Linked DNA regions of Mus musculus: region 1 is linked to region 2. The links are chromatin contacts, called in public HiCAR-type maps. All regions are on one chromosome and are shown on one strand. Each heading gives the region's core, a stretch centred on a gene start, on an enhancer-like site or on the middle of the called end of the contact. The rest is flanking DNA. Distances are from core to core; before and after follow the strand shown.

The links. HiCAR-type assays count read pairs that join an accessible place to other places.
Region 1: a HiCAR-type map of astrocytes shows a contact between it and region 2, with 4 times the contacts expected there. The contact joins the promoter of Letm1 here to the promoter of Slc5a6 in region 2. A contact is called at or near these places in 2 of 39 promoter capture datasets (liver and pre-B cells), 1 of 115 datasets of contacts at active chromatin or transcription factors (astrocytes) and 1 of 9 other capture datasets (liver).

The regions. Positions count from the first base shown.
Region 1 is chr5:33,781,367-33,784,066 of GRCm38.p6, reverse strand. It overlaps Letm1 (leucine zipper-EF-hand containing transmembrane protein 1), which reads left to right and starts at 1,350. Exons shown (of 14, transcript NM_019694.2): 1 at 1,350-1,593. The coding sequence starts at 1,515.
Region 2 is chr5:31,046,763-31,049,462 of GRCm38.p6, reverse strand. It overlaps Slc5a6 (solute carrier family 5 (sodium-dependent vitamin transporter), member 6), which reads left to right and starts at 1,384. Exons shown (of 18, transcript NM_001360022.1): 1 at 1,384-1,497; 2 at 1,664-1,833. Atraid (all-trans retinoic acid induced differentiation factor) reads right to left here and starts at 823. Exons shown (of 7, transcript NM_027855.4): 1 at 707-823; 2 at 1. The coding sequence starts at 790.

The DNA of each region.
Region 1 (2,700 bases), core at 101-2,600, 2.7 Mb before region 2:
TCTCCACACCCTCACCAGCATCTGCTGTCACCTGAGGTTTTGATCTTATCCATTCTGACTGGTGTAAGGTGGAATCTCAGGGTTGTTTTGATTTGCATTTCCCTGATGATTAAGGATGTTGAACATTTCTTTAGGTGCTTCTCAGCCATTCGGTATTCCTCAGTTGTCATTACTACTTTGGCTTGGCTTTGCTTTCCTCCTCCTCCTCCTCTTTGGTCAGGCAAGTGTTCTTATTGGTGGAAGTTTCTCAGCTTGGCTAAGAAACTTCAGTTCTTTGGTTTAGGTCATCAGCCCTTTCAGGGAATCCCTACACTTGACTTAATTCTGTATCTGATGCCCACAATGTACATTACCGTGTGCACAAGAGAGGTTCCAAACGTCTTAGGAGATTCTCTGCCACCTGAGTCCTGAGATAGGGATTCTGGCCTACACTGGCCCAGCTTTTAGGTTCTGATTCAGAAAATGACCAGATAGGTTACTTCTTCCCAATGGGCTGTGCTGGGATACTAGTGAAGCGTCCTCGCTGGGAGCCAGCTGGAATTAGGACTTGAGCACCTGTTCATCAGAAAAAAAAAAAATGCATTAACCTCATACTGAAGATCTTCACCTACTATTCTGAGTTCACTCCCACAGGAACGTAGAAGGAACGGAAAAGGCATTCCACAAAGGCAGGAGGTGGAAAGCAGTGAGGGAAGTCTCCAGGAACGGTCTGGTGTCCCTGGGTCGGGATACAGATCTGTGGAGAGGGTGGCTGCTCTGGAGCACCAGAGTGTGTATAGTCCTGGGTTTCCACAATCCTGAAGCCTGCCATTCCAGCCACCACCCTTTAAAGAAGAGGATGCTGCCAGGTCTATTTTGGAGTGGGCAGGGGTGGCTGTGAGCTACCATAGAGGGGACCTGCCAGGAGTGCAGCCCACTACTAAGGTTGCTCGTCCTGACGCGAAGCAAGGAGGTGGGACCAATTAACAGCCTCGCAGAGTTATGTTCCCTACCCACCACCCTTCCTTAAAGTCCCATGAGCCATCTGCTATGGGCTAGTATAATATAGGGCTTAGTAGTTATGAAAATAGATGCCAGTTCTTTTGCCGCCTCTGTGCCCGCAGCCCCAAATCAGAAGCTAGGCACTGCTAAGATGCAAGAGGAACTCCAGATAGATCTGAGCTCATCAAGAAAACCCAAGACTCGGCGCACGCTGGGACTTGTAGTCGGGAGAGGCAAGCCTCCCGGATGCACGCTGGGCCTTGTAGTCTGTTGGGCGGGCTCGCCCCTCACCTGGCCAGGGCGGGTGCCGCAGGGCCAATGGGAGCCGTGCCGGCCAGGCCTGTTCCGCCCCGCGCCTACGGACGTTTGTGCCGGGACATGGCCGCTGCGGATGCCGGGTCCTTGAGCTGAGCGCTTGCTGCCGGAGCCAACCTCTGCCGTCAACCGTCCGCGCGGGCTGGGCCCAGGCGCCGGGACGGCCAAGATCCGCCGAGGAAGCTGAGGCAGCTATAGAACGCCGCCGCGGCGGGCGCATGGCGTCCATCTTGCTCAGGAGCTGCCGGGGCCGGGGGCCTGCCCGCCTCGCGCCACCTCGGGCCGCCTCCCCGCGGGGTAAGCTGGTGCTGCGCAAACGACCTGTTGTGGGCGACCGGGAGCCAGCGCGGGACGCCCCCTTCCGTGCCCCGAGGCAGCGCGGCAATGACAAGCACCGGGCCGCTCTGAGCCGCTTGTGCTGGACAGCTTCCTGTGACCTTAGTTGCCCAGGTCGCCGCAGGTCACTGCTGCCGACCGAGGCGCTGAGAAAGTTCCTTAGGGCCGTGGCTTCCCTGCCGCTCCCCTCGAAGATGAATCGAGCCCTGTCCTGCCCTTTGGCCAGTTCAGGCTTGGAAGCCAGAACTCTGGGACAAGGAGATTGGGTTGTGGTTGATGCCAGCTTAGTGGGCCACTCCCTGGGGTGGGGTGGCTGATGACCGTGCTTTCCAAGGAAACTTATATGTGTCCTATTTGTAAGGTTGAAACAGCCTGTGAGAGTGGGACCCAAGACCTTATGGTTTCTTGGTAGAAGTACAGTTCTTGTCACCTTAACAGTATTGGAGAGTCGGGTATGGTGTGGAGCCAGGCATGGGGGCACACACCTTTACCCCCAGCACCCTGGAAACAGAGGCATGTGAATCTCTGAACTCCAGACCATTTAAAATTTCAGGCCAGGCAGGGCACAAGATCCAGTCTTAAAAACAAACAGCAAAACCAGTTAGGATGCGTGGAAAGAGCAGAGTGTCCCTGGGTTTGGTGTGGTTTTTCAAGCTGTCTCTGCTATAAGCGCTGTCTACCTGTTGACTTGTTCAGGATACCATAATGTACTTCTGCCTTTTCTTATTTCTCTGGCATGTTTATGGCTTTCAAATTAGTTGATATTGTGTGTGTGTGTTATTATTCCAGGCACAAGAATGTTTTCTTTAGTTAACCCAGTTCCCTTGGAACAAAAATGCTGCTTCCCTGACAGTGGTTAGACTCCTGTCAGCTGGTTAGATGTGGAACAATAGAGCATTACTGGGTAGCAAGCCCCTGCTCTCCCTGTAATGATGTGCCCAGAGCCAACAGGCACAGGATGGACATCCTGACTTTTTAGTCTTAGAGGATAAATTGAGGCCAACTTTGTATCAAAGTGTTCTTTATTCTTGAGTACTTACCTTCTTCTTCACTTTTGTGTGACATACT
Region 2 (2,700 bases), core at 135-2,634:
TCTGCAGAAGAGAAAGAAACCTGATTAAGACTCCAGAAAGAAAAAAAAAAAAAAGAACAAGTCAGTAGCCTTTCCAGAATTCCCATAATGCAAAGCGGAAAAGTGCCTTTTGTAAACAGAACCCATTTTTTTCCCTTAAAACCCCCGCACCAAATCAGCGCACTGTACGAGAGAAGATCCTCGTGTTTGTGCATTATTACTTGACTATACTGTGTCCTCTCCAGAGACTTCTCCACCTGACAGGCATGGTTTGGCAAGTGTTAAAGGGCTGCAGGTACACAGCGTACTCAAGCATCACTATATATTTAGATAGATAGATAGATAGATAGATAGATAGATAGATAGATAGATAGATAGATAGATAGATAGATAGATAGTCGTGCCATTGCACCACGCACAGCATTCGTGCAAGGAGAGCTGGCAGAAGAACCCTGGGACTCGTCTGGGAAGCACTATTTAAAATTATTCAAAAGCAAGGAGATCAAATTTCAAAGGACTCTGAATGTGGGCAGGGCGAAGGTGCTAGTGGCCTGCACTACGTGAGTACTGGACAACACCATCCCCGCAGGCACAGGGCCCGGGGAAGCTTCAGGGACAAAAATCTGAGCTTCCGACTGGCCAAAGGGACAGACACCGGCGGGCGAGCTGGATTCCGGGCTGACGGCCAGCAACCTTCTTCAGCCAGATCTCAAACTTTCTTCTGTACCTCAGGTAGAGCCAGGGCCCTCTCCACGCCCAGAACCAGGAGCAGGGCGGCCGCCCGAGAGCCGCCTGACTCCCGAGACGCCATTTCCCACTGCTTTCCACCGTCTTGACAGCTCGCGAGAACCGAGCGCGAGGCTCCGCCCCCAGCGTGTCACGCGCCAGCCTTGAGGCGAGGCTTAGCTTCCAAATCCTGTCACTCTGGGGCGTGGCCTGGTCCGCCCGGGGCACGAGCCGTGGAGCCCGAGGCGTAATTTGCCCGCAGGTTCGGGCTGCTCGCGGAATTCTGAGCTCCTGTCCTGCGCTTGCTCGCGGTGGACAGACCCACCATCTCTCCATTCTTCCTGGAGCGCAGGCCTGTCCAGTTAGCGCTTAGTTGCCTTGAGCTACTGCATGACCCTCAGCCCGGTGCGGACGCCCGGGCAGCTCCATCCGCCCTTAGTAAACATGGCGGCGCTGGGACCCGGGAGGGCGGGGGTAGGGGGCGGGGTCCTGCTGTCCCGCTGTCACCAAGTCAGGAGGTGCGAGCCGAGCCGAGCCGGGCCGGGCTGGCCTGCGGGCCAGCTGCCCTCATGTGGAGATCTCAAAGGTGGGCAGGGCGGGTGTAGGATGGGCCGGGCGAGGCGGGGATTGGGCAGGGCCGGAGAGACTGAGTTCAGTCGCCTGGAGGCGGGACTGGAAGGGGCGGGGCGGGGTGAGCCTCTCGGTGTGGGCTTTGGGGAAGGTCTTAAATACTAGTGCAAAGTCGTGGGTTCGCCACGTGCGGAGAGAAGGGGAAAGCTGAGCCGAGAGAGGGTAAGGGTGATGGAGGAGTGAAGATCGGAGGGCGAAGGGCAAACGCTGGCAAGAGAACACGAGCCTGGGAACCCTTCACCTTAATGTTGCGTAGTGTTCTGCAGCCCGGGCAAGGACGCGAAGCGGGAAAGACGCTTCCTTAACTCATGTTCTTTGCCTTGCCAAGGGGGAAAAACCAATGCTGGTTTCGGAAAGAACGTAGGAACTTTGGTAGCCCTGGCCGAACCACCGACGCAAGGCAAGCAGAACAGCAGCAGGTCTGACTGGAAGGGCGCTGGGAGAGACCCATCACACCTAAGGGGACAGCTATTGCTCTGGGTGACGACTCCTCAAAAGGTAACTAGAGACAATTAGAGCTCATCTCAATTAGCCTGCCAATGCTTCCATTCCACAGGCTCCAGGTATCTGCCTGGAAATCCTGAATTTGCATTTATCAATACATTTAGCTGGTGGGATATCTTGTTTTAATGAGAAAGGCCATTCAGATCTTGAGGAATATTAAGCCCTAGATATTGGTGACAGTTGGCCCTGCAGGTGTTCCCTTATATTTCAAAGGGGGAAGAGGGTGAGGACTTAGCTCTGGCATTCCTAGTTAAGTCTTGTCCCCAGTACTGAAAGAAATGAACCCACAAACCTCAATACCTTTCATTGCAGATAAGTCCCATGCAATGTGAGACCTTTTTAAAAGACATGTCCACTGTTGTGAATCAGTGGAGTTTGTAGAAAGCCACTGTTCTTTTCCTAGAATTGGATCGTATGAAAGTTGTGTTACTGCTGGCTTGGCGTTTTCCTGTCTGCTTACCTCTTCTTCCTCTATCCCAGAGGCTTCGTGGTTTCTCAACGCAGATAATTAATCAGGAAACTCTAGAAGCAGAGGAACCAAATCGGTACTACCCGACCACTTGGTGTTTTATTTTGAGACCGTGTAGCTTTGGTTGGCCTGGAACTCATAGAGATCCACCTGTCTGCCCCCTGTGTGCTAGGATTGGTCTAGAAGGGTTTTTTCTTTATTTTTTGTTTTGTTTTTGTTTTTGAGACAGGGTTTCTCCGTGTAGCCCTGGCTGTCCTGGAACTCACTCTGTAGACCAGGCTGGCCTCGAACTCAGAAATTCGCCTTCCTCTGCCTCCCAAGTGCTGGGATTAAAGGCGTGTGCCACCATGCCCGGCTTGTTTTGTTTTTTCAAGACCGTATTTCTACAGATA